2 separate regions of the Oryctolagus cuniculus genome follow, and region 2 is linked to region 1. The links are chromatin contacts, called in public Hi-C maps. All regions are on one chromosome and are shown on one strand. The core of a region is the stretch at or near the end of the contact, and the rest is flanking DNA. Distances in the headings are between cores, read along the strand shown.

Evidence for each region. A called contact is a pair of places that touch in the nucleus more often than the background predicts.
Region 2: a contact with region 1 is called in a Hi-C map of an unstated tissue, with 3 times the contacts expected there. The contact joins the promoter of FJX1 here to the enhancer-like site in region 1. A contact is called at or near these places in 2 of 6 Hi-C or Micro-C datasets (psoas muscle and an unstated tissue).

What each region holds. Positions count from the first base shown.
Region 1 is chr1:30,105,171-30,111,760 of mOryCun1.1, forward strand. No RefSeq gene overlaps it. Among named protein-coding and RNA genes, the nearest start is that of LDLRAD3, 34 kb to the left of the region's middle. Within about 2 kb of position 3,756, at least 1 of the 8 cell types and tissues checked has an H3K27ac peak or open chromatin away from gene starts, as enhancers often do.
Region 2 is chr1:30,371,868-30,378,131 of mOryCun1.1, forward strand. It overlaps FJX1 (four-jointed box kinase 1), which reads right to left and starts at 4,263. Exons shown (of 1, transcript XM_002709052.5): 1 at 1,721-4,263. The coding sequence starts at 3,981. The coding sequence ends at 2,665.

The sequences.
Region 1 (6,590 bases), core at 2,506-5,005:
GGTGGAAGGATTAACACGCATCCCAGGAGAGAGAAAGTGAAGGAGTGGAGAGAGGGCGAAAAATGAACTAGGGCTGCCCTGCCTTTGCGGCCACAAAGAGGAAGACAGAACAAGAGAGACTATGCCCGTGTTTCACGTGCTAACGTATCCTTGTTTATGTTGGAAGTCCCATTTCCGAACAATGTGGGCCAATGAGTGTCTTGGCATCCAGCCAATCAGATCAATACTCTCAGAGAAGAACAAAGCAGAAGGTAAGAGGAGAAGCCCGAGAATGTTTGAAAGCTCATTCTCAATAGTCAACATTATAGGATTAGTTAGGATAATGCTGGCTACAACAGCAAATCATCTCTAAAATTTCTGCAGCCTAACACAATAAAAGTTTATCTCCCGTTCGTATAACAAGCCAAAGTGGGCATTTCTCGCTGGCAGGCTGCTTTCCTGCGCTCAGTGATTTAAGAACCCAGATTTCTCCCATCTCAAGGCTCCACCTTAAGGCAGCGATGTTCAACTTTAACTGCACTTTGTAATTACACGAGGAGCGTTATGCTAATGCATGGGCCCACAGCCAAGAGATTCTGAGTTTATTGGATTGAGTCGCATCTTGAGCATCCAAATGTTTAAAACAGCCCCAGAGGAGTCCAAAGTGCAGCCGGTACCTCAAGAAGACATTGGCTTAGGGCAGTGGCTCCCCAGTGTGTGGTCCCCAGACCACTGCATCCCCAACATCTGAAATCTTGTGGGATGCAAATTCTCAGGTCCCACCCAGATCTACTGAATAAGGACTTGGGGGATGGAGCCCCGAAATCTGTGTTTTCACAGCCTTCCAGAAGTTTCTGAGGTGTGTCCCAGTTTGAGAACTACTACCCTACTATCCCAAAGTTCCGTTGCCTCCAGAAGGAAGGGAAAAGAGGAAGTGTGAAGGAGCACCCCTGTTTCGTTTCTTTTCTTTTCTTTTCTTTTTTTTTTCTTGGACAGGCAAAGTTAGACAGTGAGAGAGAGAGACAGAGAGAAAGATCTTCCTTTTTCCGTTGGTTCACCCCCCAAATGGCTGCTACGGCAGGCGCACTGCGCTGATCCGAAGCCAGGAGCCAGGTGCTTCTTCCTGGTCTCCCATGCGGGTGCAGGAGCCCAAGCACTTGGGCCATCCTCCACTGCCTTCCTGGGCCACAGCAGAGAGCTGGACTGGAAGAGGAGCAACCGGGACAGAATCCAGCGCCCCAGTCGGGACTAGAACCTGGTGTGCCTGCACCGCAGGTGGAGGATTAGCCTAGTGAGTTGCAGTGCCGGCCACACCCCTGTTTCTTAACCACATTGGAGTGGAAATGATATCCCAGTGTGTGGGCTATTTCTGGGCACATGGGTCCCACTAGGCACAGAGGGGACTGGGAATTGTGGCCCTGGATGGGCAGCCTGCTTCTGCCGTAACCATCCTCTCCTGAGTCGTCCACACTGACCTTGAAATCCACAGCAAATCAGGATTGAAGCAAGAGGAGAGGCAGTTCTGAAGCCTAGGTGTATCATGATGGGCAGGGCTCCCATGTCTGAGGAATGGGAGATGGAAAAAAACTTGTAATCAGATATGCAAGTTTGAAAATGTTTTTATTTATTTAAGAGGCAGAGAGATACAGAGATAGACAGACTAAGAGAGAGCACCCATCTGCTGGTTTACTCCCCAAACATACTTCAAGGCTGGACCAGATCAAAGCCAGGAATCAGAACCTCAATCCAAGTCTCCCATGTGGGAGACAGGGATCCAACTACTTGAGCCATCACTTACTGCCTCCTAGGGTGTGCATTAGCAGGAAACTAGATGGGAACAGAGCCAGGACTGAAACCCAGGTGCACAGATATGGGATGTGGGCGTCTTCACCGCTACACCATATGCCTGTCCCAGATATGCAAATTTGTAACATTGGCATAGGATGCATTGGGTTCATTCAGATAGAAAAATTGACACATAAAAATCACACTGATTTATAAGCACTATACCGTGGCTTCTAATGGTAATTTTTTCATCAAAGTGATGAAATCTAAGGCCTTGTTTGGATTCGGATCTCCCTGGGATTTGCTCTGCCAACAGTTCAATGGCAACGCCAAAGCAGCGGGACAGGATGGTGCATCTGTAGGCCCCAAGTTCATGCCAGAAGTCAGTCCAGGAGGAGCATTTTTACTTGAGAGTCAGGCTGTGCTGTGATGGAGAGAAGAGCCCGTTCCATCAGGCAGCCTGAGGTTTACTTCCTGGCTTTGCCATTTCTTTCCTGTGTGATGTATGGGGAAGCACTTAACCTCTGAGGGCCCAGTGTCCTCTTCTCTCCAAGAGAGACAAGCCCTGGCTCACAGAACTGGTGGTCAAGCACATGTGATCGAACAGCTAACAGGACTTTCAAAACATTGGTGCTTTTAATCTCCCTTCTCTCGTCCTACACTCAGGTCAGGAATACTTCCAAAACACACGCAGAAGAAATCATCTGGTTTCTGGCCTCCGTTCCATGAGAATGTCATTGGGGCGAGAGCTGGCCGCAGGGTGATGACATCAAGTGTAGGCCACTCCCATCATCCCCCACAAGACACATGCAGGAGACACACTAGCACAGCTTGGAGCTCGCACTGGGGGTGGCTGGGTACAACTCATTCCTACTGAAGCTACTCACAGCGACAGGAGCTTCAGGTCAGGCCTGCCTTTCCAGGCTGCCGTATCGGCAAGGGGGAGAGGCACCTGACTTTTGTCTGTTCCTCGGGCTCCCTGTTCACTCTGGCTGTGGTGGTTTGATTCATTTAGACCAATGCCAAGGAAATGATGGGGTCCAGCTGGGGAAGGAACATTCTGGATACTGAGGACTTCATGCTATCTGTGACCCTTCAGAAAGTGACTCAATTTGTGAATGGTACAGAGGAAAGAGACCTGTGATCCCATCATCCTTTTGAGGGCAGAGACCTCTCTGGTCATCCAACTGGTGGGAACCTGCAACTTCCCCTTGAAAGGTAGACTGATTCGGTGATTTGGGGTCCATCGTTCTTTGTGGAGGTCAAGTGTCCAGGGACGGTCTGAAAGGGGATGAGATCAGGCAATCGCTGGCACTTGCAATTTTAAGTCAGTTGAGAACTTTAATAACACCATTTTTTTTTTTTGAAAGGCAGAGTGGACAGTGAGAGAGAGAGACAGAGAGAAAGGCCTTCCTTTTCTGTTGGTTCACCCCACAATGGCCGCTACAGCCGGCGCACCGTGCTGATCCGAAGCCAGCAGCCAGGTGCTTCTCCTGGTCTCCGATGCGGGTGCAGGGCCCAAGGACTTGGGCCATCTTCCACTGCCCCCTGGGCCACAGCAGAGAGCTGGACTGGAAGAGGAGCAACCAGGACAGAAGCCGGCGCCCCAACCAGGACTAGAACCCGGTGTGCCAGTGCTGCAGGCAGAGGATTAGCCTATTGAGCCGTGGCGCCAGCCTATAATACCATGTTGACAGTGATACACACATATACATTCACATACATATGTATGGTTGCGTATGATGTTTTGCAAATCACAGAATTTTTTTCATGTAGTGGAGGAAGCCGACCCTTTATATTTCCTGGAACCACATATAACATCACATTGGTTGGTCTTGCTGAAAGATCCTTAAGTGGTGTGGAATTTAAATCCATGGCATGTGTCATAATCAGACGAAGCCACTGTGCCTCTCTAAGTAACACAGCCCTGCGTCTGAGTGGTGTTTTCCACCTCAGTATTGCCTGGAGCTAAGGCTTGGCACTCAGTTGCTGCTGCCAAATGTTTGACATGGTTGGGATGGTGTGAGCCGTACAGAATCCACATGAAAGGTCATCCGCATCCCCTATCTCGCAACTTGCCCTTAGATTTACAAGGACATGATCCTACATGGTGGCTTCGGATATCCCACGAACATAGTCACATACGGATAACACAGTTCAGTTCTGCAACCTAGCTGATTGGAAAACCTGATTCAACTGCAAACTTGTTTTTGACAACGGCATCAGCATCTTCCCAAAATATATTAGAGTTGCCATTGACAGATGGTTCTGAGATGGGTCCAGGGAGGCTGTTGACAGATATCTCGAGATGGATCTCATTACATTGACATAGCTGAAGAATGTCCCTGGGGAAATGTCTTCATGAGCCTGGAGGCTGACAGAATGAGATGGAAGCCCTTCAGGGGGATTGCCAATAAAGAAAGACTGAAAATGGGCACAGCCTTCTGGAGGTAATTTGGCGATATGAATGGAGTCTTAGCAATTCCTACCTCTTGACCCTGTACTTGTCTTTTCAAGTTTTAGCTGCAAGTGCTACACAGACATGTCTGCAAAGATTTATGCATTGAGATCTTCACTGCTGTGTGCTGGAGAACAGGAACTCACACTGAAGTCCCACACTGTAGGGCAGTTTTAATTTTATTTTTATATTTGCTTGACAGGCACAGAGACAGAGAGAGACAGAGAGACAGATTTTTCCACCTGCTGGTTCCCTCCTCAAATGTCCACAGCAGGTGGTGCAAGGCCAGGCCAAAGCCAGGATCCAGGAACTCCACCCAGGTTCCCCACATGGATAGCAGAGATCCAAGTACTTGAGCTGTTACCACTGCTCTCAGGATGAGCATGAACAGGAAGCTGGAATCAGAGCCAATACTCAGACCTCCATACTTGGATATAGGATGTGGGTGTCCCAGGCAGCAGCTTAACCTCTGCCCCGGTGGGACAGTTTAACTATTTTAGTTACAGTTGGACCCCATCCATGGGCTCCATACGGATTTAGCCAATCTCAGACGAAAAATACAGTCAGGCCTACAGCAGTTGCAACTGTGCTGAACATGGACCAGCATTTTTCCTTTTTCCTAAACAATGCACTCTGACAACTATTTACATAACACTTGTAGTGTACTAGGTATTACAAGTAATCTAAAGATGATTTAAATTATCCAGGAAAATGTGAGTAGGCTACATGCAAATACTGCTATTTTATATAAGGGACTTGAACATCCAAGGATTTCGGAATCTGTTGGAGTGGGGAGGGGTGTATTGGCACCAATCCCCCCACAGATACCCAGAGCCAACCATGCATTTCTATCCATGTTAACTATGATTAAAAATCAGCCGGCGCCGCGGCTCACTAGGCTAATCCTCCGCCTTGCGGCGCCGGCACCCTGGGTTCTAGTCCCCGTCGGGGTGCTGGATTCTGTCCCGGTTGCCCCTCTTCCAGGCCAGCTCTCTGCTGTGGCCAGGGAGTGCAGTGGAGGATGGCCCAAGTGCTTGGGTCCTGCACCCCATGGGAGACCAGGAGAAGCACCTGGCTCCTGCCATCGGATCAGCGCGATGCACCGGCTGCAGCGCGCTGACCGCGGCGGCCATTGGAGGGTGAACTAATGGCAAAGGAAGACCTTTCTCTCTGTCTCTCTCTCTCACTGTCCACTCTGCCTGTAAAAAAAAAAAAAAACAAAAACCATCAGGATAAAGATTTGCTTATTCAGGGTGATCTAAGTTTTGTAAGAATAAAAAAAAGGATGGAAGGAAACATTTCCTGAATGTTTATAGGAATTGTCTCTGGGAGGTGATGACACAGCAGGTTTTCATTGTACTTTTTTGTATTTCCAGTGAACTTCCTGTGGACATGTTACTTTTAAGGTCAGAAAAATATAAGCTACCTTAAATGTATGTAAGCAATAATCCATAGAAAATTTGGTTAGGGAAAAGGATCAGCTATAATCAATACAACTATTACAATTTTTATCATCTAGGCTTTGTCTATGTTTGTGGAAATTTTCCATAAAGTCTAATAGCACTTACAGTTTTGTATCCTGGTTTTTTTTGACAGGTTAAATAAAAATAAGACAGAAAATCTGGTGAACCTGAAAAGTGGTATATGTATACAGTACATCATTATATTATGCCAGAACATAGTAACTTAATTGCTTGAAATTTTATATTCAACGTGTGTTTGTAACTCTCCTAATCACAGAATCTGCTTATCTGAAATCACTTTAGCTTCTACCCCTTTTAATAGCAGACTTTCCACCATTGGCTTAAAATTGGGGCTCTGAACTAACCAAATTTAACCAATTTAGCATATTTTAAAGATAGATACAAACTATTCTTCAATAACAACAAATTTAAACAACTTAATCCACTGGAGAGAATGATAACGGATTTCTTAAAACACACACACACACACACATACACACACATTGGGTGAAAACGTATTAAGCTCAGAAAGCAGCAAAGGCAGAGAACATGCTTCTGAGACAGATGCGGAAGTGAAATTGAGGATGACAGCACAACACCAAGGGCTGCAACTCGGGTACCGACTTGATGTCCCTAATGACAATGACCTCAAGGGAAATCTCTACAAGTATGAAAATTCGGTATTTAAAATCGAGATCAGGATTGATGCCGAAAACAAATGTACTTCCTTCCGAAAACAATGCAGAACCCATGGCCATATTTTAACAAGGCTTGCCTCATACAATTCAAGTCCAAATATTACTTTCATCAGAGAATTATTTTTGTTCTTCCACGAAATAGCAGGAAATATGTTATGAAATTACTTGCCAAGGTCAAGGAAACACCTAACCTCGACAAGAGGGAGA
Region 2 (6,264 bases), core at 3,013-5,512, 270 kb after region 1:
TCATTTGAAAAATGATTTGTCCCTAGCAGCATTTACTGACCATGGCAAGACTTTAATTGATCTTTCCATTCCACAGCCTACCGGTTACCCACGAGGAATAGCAACAGTTAAAGCAAGGTCTCTGTAATTAATTCTCGGTTCCCTTAACAACTCCACCATGTAATTAAACTTTTTTCTTTCTTCTTCCCTCAAACAGGCAGATATGGTTCACTAAAGAATCTGAGAAAAGTCATTTAAATTAAGCTCAGTGCCTTGCTCTGGGTTAACTCTGTTCACGTCTGGGCTTAGAACCGAAGTTCAGGAGGAATGTTGAGAATGCTGCCGGCCCAGAACTCACCAGTGCTGGAGTCAGACGGGAGGCAGGGAGCATTTCCTGTGCAAACGGGAAACTTCCAGCTTCCTTCTGCTCATTGTTTTCCTCAAGGAACATGCAAGATGTAGAATCTATATCCTGTTCTTGAAGTGGCCACCATTAATGTCAGCAGCAAATCTCATTATTATTAACTATCAGAAAGGGAAAACGCTATTTTTGAAAGGTGTAATTACCAGAGGTCTTGAAAAAGCATATAGTTGCTATTATCAGTACATTCTGGGGTTGTACTGCAAAAAAAATTGACTTTCACCACAAATAGTTTATGGACTGTTTTTGTTTTTCCTAGTTAAGATTTGGCTTAGCCTAAGGCAGGAAAAACATACGGATGACATTAAATAGTTAAATTACACACTACCTTGCAATTCACAGTGAGACAAAGAACCCACAGAGATTTAATAGCTTTGTGAGTCTATAAAACCCTAGGTTTACAAATGCAAGTCAAATTACAAAAAAAAACCAAAAAACCAAAAAACCAAAATTGTAACCCCAAGTAGCTTTGAGTTAGAAGTCAGGAAACACCATGAACAGGCAAGATCCCTGGGCTCAGATAACAAATGCCCAAATGCAACACCAAGGGGCTTTAAAATAAACAAAAGCAAATCTTGTCCCCTGTCATGGGCCATGGGCCAAAGACCCCGAAGCCATTTTTAAAGTTCTAAGTCTTCTGACAGTGAAGAGTCCAAATGTCACACAGAAGAACTGTGCACCTTCCTGGTCTCACAATGCCTCCTGCTCTTAGGGCGTCAGGCAGTTGGACCTTGGACAACAGCGCCGCTTCTTTAAGAACTTTGCATGAGTCCAGATGTTGGAGATGATGATCTCCTGAATGCAACGGAGTCTATGCCAGATTAAAGAGATGAATTAATGTATGGCTTTCTCTACCTGTTTGCAATATGTGCTCAGCTTATTAATGCTACACACTGTGACGCTTGGTGATTATAATGCTGCAAATAATGTACAGCATGTGACCACAACAGTCAACTTTCAAAGGAGGCATTTGTTCTATTTTAGTCTGCACATCTGGTTCTATCGTATTTGTCAAATGATTAATATAGGAATATACTGCAATGAAATCTCTTCCTATCAGTTTTATTTGCCAGGAAATAGAACACTTTTCTCCCAGGCTTTTCTCCACCTCCTTAGTCTACATTCTAGGCTGAACTCAAATTTCCAGCACAGGAGACAGCCGGCCTGCTCTTGACCATTCAATTCTGCAAGTTCTGTAGTCACAAGGGGCGGGGATAAGCATCCTTTGTTTTAAAAGCACACCAGCAAGGGAGAAAGCCTAAAACATACTCTCAAAGTATCAGATACTCCAAAGAGTTAAAGCCACAAAAATTAAACTTCTAAATTTTAAACTCCCTTTTATTGAAATATAAGTCTGTTTAGTATATTTACACCACACTTTATGCACATATATATACAGAAGGCAAATTTTGTCAAATAAAAAAGTTTTTCTTAATAAAAAATTAAAATAAAAACAAAGTAAAGTGCATGAAACTGATTTTTTTTTTTCGTGTGAACATCATCATTGTCAAAATTTTGGTCGGCTGGGAGGGGGAGGAAGAAATCCATTATTTGATTCAGTGCATACAGTCAGTCCTGAAATCGGAGGCTTCAGGCTAAAATGACAGGAGGTCAGGAATGAGTCAGACAAATTGACAGGGTCTGCGGGTCCCAGCGGTTGAAGGTCCTGCTCCCTTTGTCCTATCGGAGCCGTTCCCCGCTCTCAACAGTGATCTCACCACCGCGGCGCTGGAACAAAGGGAGAGCTCAGAAGGGGGCTCCACCACCAATGTCACAGCCGGGCTCGGGGGCCACCAGCGCCGCGTTCCGTAGGAAATTGCAGAATTAGCTCAAGGGCTCAAACGGAAGTTTTCCTTTTTCGGAAATGGACCGGGGTCGGGGGGTGGGGTGGGAAGCGGCCGGGTGGTGGGTGGGGGGCAAGAATGGGGTGCATCTCCCACAGAGACGGCTCCCCTGGGGCAGACCTCAGCAGCCAGTTTCTTCGGATCGGGTCTCGCGCTGGCTTTAGAAAGAATCCTTTTATCAACTGGGTGGAGGGAACGTGGCTCATCCCGCCTCGGTGCGTTCGCCCGTCCAGAACTTTGAAAGCAAACAGCGTGGGCTTGCAAAGAAAGGCAGGTGGGTGAAGCAGAAGTTTGAGACACCTTCGCGGCGGGCCACCGGCTGGGCGTTGGCCGGCGGGTCCCCAGGCGGTGGCCGAGGCGACGGCCCTTCCCCCACCAGCCACAGCCCAGTGCCGGCTCTCCCGGCTCCTCCGGGTGACGCTAAGTGCCCGGCCGCCGGCCGTACTTGGCCTTACAGTGCAAAATGTGCTTGGCGAGGAAGTCGAGGCGGCGCTGCAGCAGCTGAGCGTGGGGGTCGGCGAGCGCGGCCAGCTCGGGGAAGCGAGGCTCGTGGTGCCGGTAGAGGCGCAGCAGCCTGGCCGCCGCGTCCTGCCCGCGGTGCAGCTCCAGCACCCGCCGCGCGGTCCGCTCGCGGAACACGCACACGGACTGCAACAGCGGCTCGTTATACTTGTCCCACATGCCCGCCACCCGGTAGCCGTGCACCAAGCCCGCCTCGTTGTCCAGAAAGACCAGCGCCCCGCCGGGGCCCCGGTGCAGGTTGCTCGTGGCGCGCTGCATGACGCGCGGGTCCCACTGCAAGCTGAAGAGGTTGCTTACGAGCCTGTCGAAGTTGGCCGTCAGGTAGTCGAAGAGGATCAAGTCTGTCCATTGCACCAGGTCCACCAGCTCCGCCTGGCTGAGGTTGGCCAGCTCGCCCCCAGCGCCGCGTAGGGGCCGCAGACGGCCGTCCTCCGAGCGCCAGGGCGCGGGCACCACCACGTCCGTGAGGTTGGGCAGCCAGCGCGTCAGGCTCACGACGCTGCCCTCGGTCCAGTGAGCCGCGCGCAGCTCCTCGTGCACCTGCGCCCACTGTGCGCCCCGCGCCTCCACCCGAGCCAGCGCCAGCGGCGGCACGTGGCGCTGGAGGCCCAGCAGGCGCGCCAGGTAGTAGGACAGGGCCTCGCCCTGGATCTGCTCGGGGTTGATGCCGTAGCGCACGCAGGCGCGGGTGCCGTCGGCGAAGCGAGCCAGTCGGTTGGAGCTGCGCCCGCAGCCCCCGCGCTCCAGGGCCACCACCCGGGCGCTGCGCGCCGCCTCCAGCCACGCCGCCGCCTGGGCCTCGGAGAAGCCCCGGGGCACCTGCTCCTCCAGGCCCCGGCTCCAGAAGACGCCCCCGTGCACGGCGGCGCTCTCCTCCTCCGGCCGGGACCGCCCGGCTGGCACGTGCCGCTTGCGCTCGCCCGGGGGCCGCCGGGGCGGGCCGTCAGCGCCGGCAGCCAGGGTGAGCAGCGCCCGGAAAGTTTTCAAGGAGCCGCCGCGGGCGTCCCAGGCCAGAGGCGGGGGCAGAGGGAAGCGAGGCGCGGGTGCCGGGCCGCCGATCCGGGCTGCGAGGCGCGGGAGTCGGTCTTCGGGCGGCCCCGAGGCGGGCGGCTCTGTCCGCGGCGGCAGGAGCCCGCCCCATAGCGCCAGCAGCGAGCCCAGCGCCAGCAGCCAGAGCCCCGCGGTGGCGGCGGCACCCCGCATCCTCCTGCCCATGCTCCTGTGGCCGCGCCGGTGCCGCCGCCACCGCCACCGCCGCCGCCGCCGCTTCAAGCCGAGCCGGGGCGCCCAGGTCCCGGCGGCGAGGTGGGCCGGGCCGCTCGTTGGCTCCGGGGCTTCGGGCGCCTCAGCCCCATGGCGGCCGCCGGGCGCTGCGGGGCTCTGTGCGGCGCTGGGAACTCGCCTCGCCGCCGCTTCCCAGCTGCTTTTGTATTTCGCTGTGAGACCCTCCGGCGGGCGCGATTCACAGGCGCCCGCACCACGTGGGAGCGAGGGGGATCCCCCTCCCCCTCCTCCGCCGCCACTCCCCGCCCCCCGCTCCCCCGCCCCCTTCCCGTCCTCTTCCCCTTAAAGCGGCGATGGCGCCGTACAAGCCGGAGAGACGGCCCTAGGCTCGGTCGGAGGCTTAGGGGTAGGAGGAAGCACAGCCGGCTGCGCCCGCGCTGGGGCTCCGAAGGGGACGGCGCAGGCTCGGCGTCCGCGGCGGGCCTGGCCCTCGCTGCGTGGGGTGCTCGCCGGGTGCTGGCCCGGGCAGCGTCCGGTCTCCCGCGAAGTTCCGCCGGACCCCCCACTCACCTCCCCGCACTCCGGGCGCAAGAGTCAGGGCGGGTCCCTATGCTTTCTCCGTTTGCGACAGTGAGGCTCACGTTGCCTTGTGTCAGCCCCCGGTAATCTCTCCGAGCCACCGAGGATGGGGCTGCAGGCGGGAAGAGGCACCCTTGGTGGCTCACAACTTTGCACCAGCACCCCCCTTTCTCGAGCGTGCTCCCCGCTCCTGGTCACTGCGAGCTTTGAGGTTGCGCCTCTCCCAAGGGACTCAACAGGGCTTGAAACCGCGCTGGGCACGTGGAATACCTGGGCTGGTTCCCAGTCATGGGTGGATCCCTCAACAAAGCCACTGTCCTGAGCTCTGGACACAAACGGTGTATAAACCCCCAGATCCGTTCCCAGGGCGCACCGTTATAACCTGGGACCCAACCTCGTGCTGGCGCAGAGGTGCCAGGGACGACTTCCCAATAGAAATGATACTGTTGTGCTCTCGAGGAAACCGAGGCACTGAGAAGGCAGGCTTGCTCCAGACCCCACGGTTAGCAAGTGCAGAGGCTCAAAGTCACGTTCAGGGGTCCTGGCTGCAAGGCACTTGAGAGACTTAACATGATTTAATCAAATCAGGATGCTTAGGTTTTCCACTCTGTCGCTTGTCAGTCCTGTATTCCCCAAATGTGATTTTCAATGAAACAAAAATAGCCCTATGTTGCATTTGATGTACTGGTTTAAGGAAAACAGAAGTGGGGGTGAGATGGGGGTTTGAGGTGCAAACAAAAACACCAACATATCTTCCAGCCACCCCTGGGTTCAGTCCTCCAGGAATGCACCTCTTGGAATTTAATCTGTTCTTTCCTTTCCCTTTCTGCCTCAGTGTGTCCCAGATCCAAACCTGGCTGCTCCCAAATGAGACACAGGTTGGGAAGGTAGGTGGAATCTGCCTGTTTGAAAGCCAGAGTTTGAAATCTGTTTCCTTCCCCTTGCTCTTTTTCTTCTTTGTATTCTCTCCATCAGGTGCGCAGGGGCGTTTCAATGGTACTACCTCAGTAGCTGGCCCTGATTCTCTTTAGAAAGAATGTTCTAGGGTTATAGGACAGACACTCCAATGTTTGTAGCTGAGCAGAGGCATCAGAAAACCGCATTTGGAGTCTGCAAGTGCTGACCCGGTGTAACCATGCTGTGTTGTCCCTGGTGTGGAAGTACATATGGGCCGAAGCGTGGGGGTCTTTTTTGAATTTATTCGCAACTGCACTGGTGACTGAATCATGGCTTTTTATATCCCTTGTCTGTGCTGAGATTACTATGAGTCCCATATGGATAGATGAAAATGTATTAATTCATTAAAAGGCATTCTGTTTCTGCCTTGCGCAAGCTCCCTCCCCTGTCTCTCCCTAGAAGGCAGGGGCTATGTCTTACTGACTTTTTATTTCTTTTACCACCTAACATAGTTCATTGCATTAAATAAGCACTCAATAAATTGAATTTAATTTTTTGTCTTTTGGTTAACTTCTACTCAGGAATTTTTTAAAAGCAGAGCTTGCAGCTTGGTTTAAGCAAGATCTCCACCTTGTGGACATAAGTAGAATATCATCTAATTAAGAGTAAAAAACGCATATATTTTTAACTGCACCGTGAATTGAGTTAAAGAATATGAAATGGCTACGATGGACCAAGCCATACCCTAGTGACTGGGGGTGGGGGGATCCCAGATGGTTGGTGGCGCTGTCTTTTTGG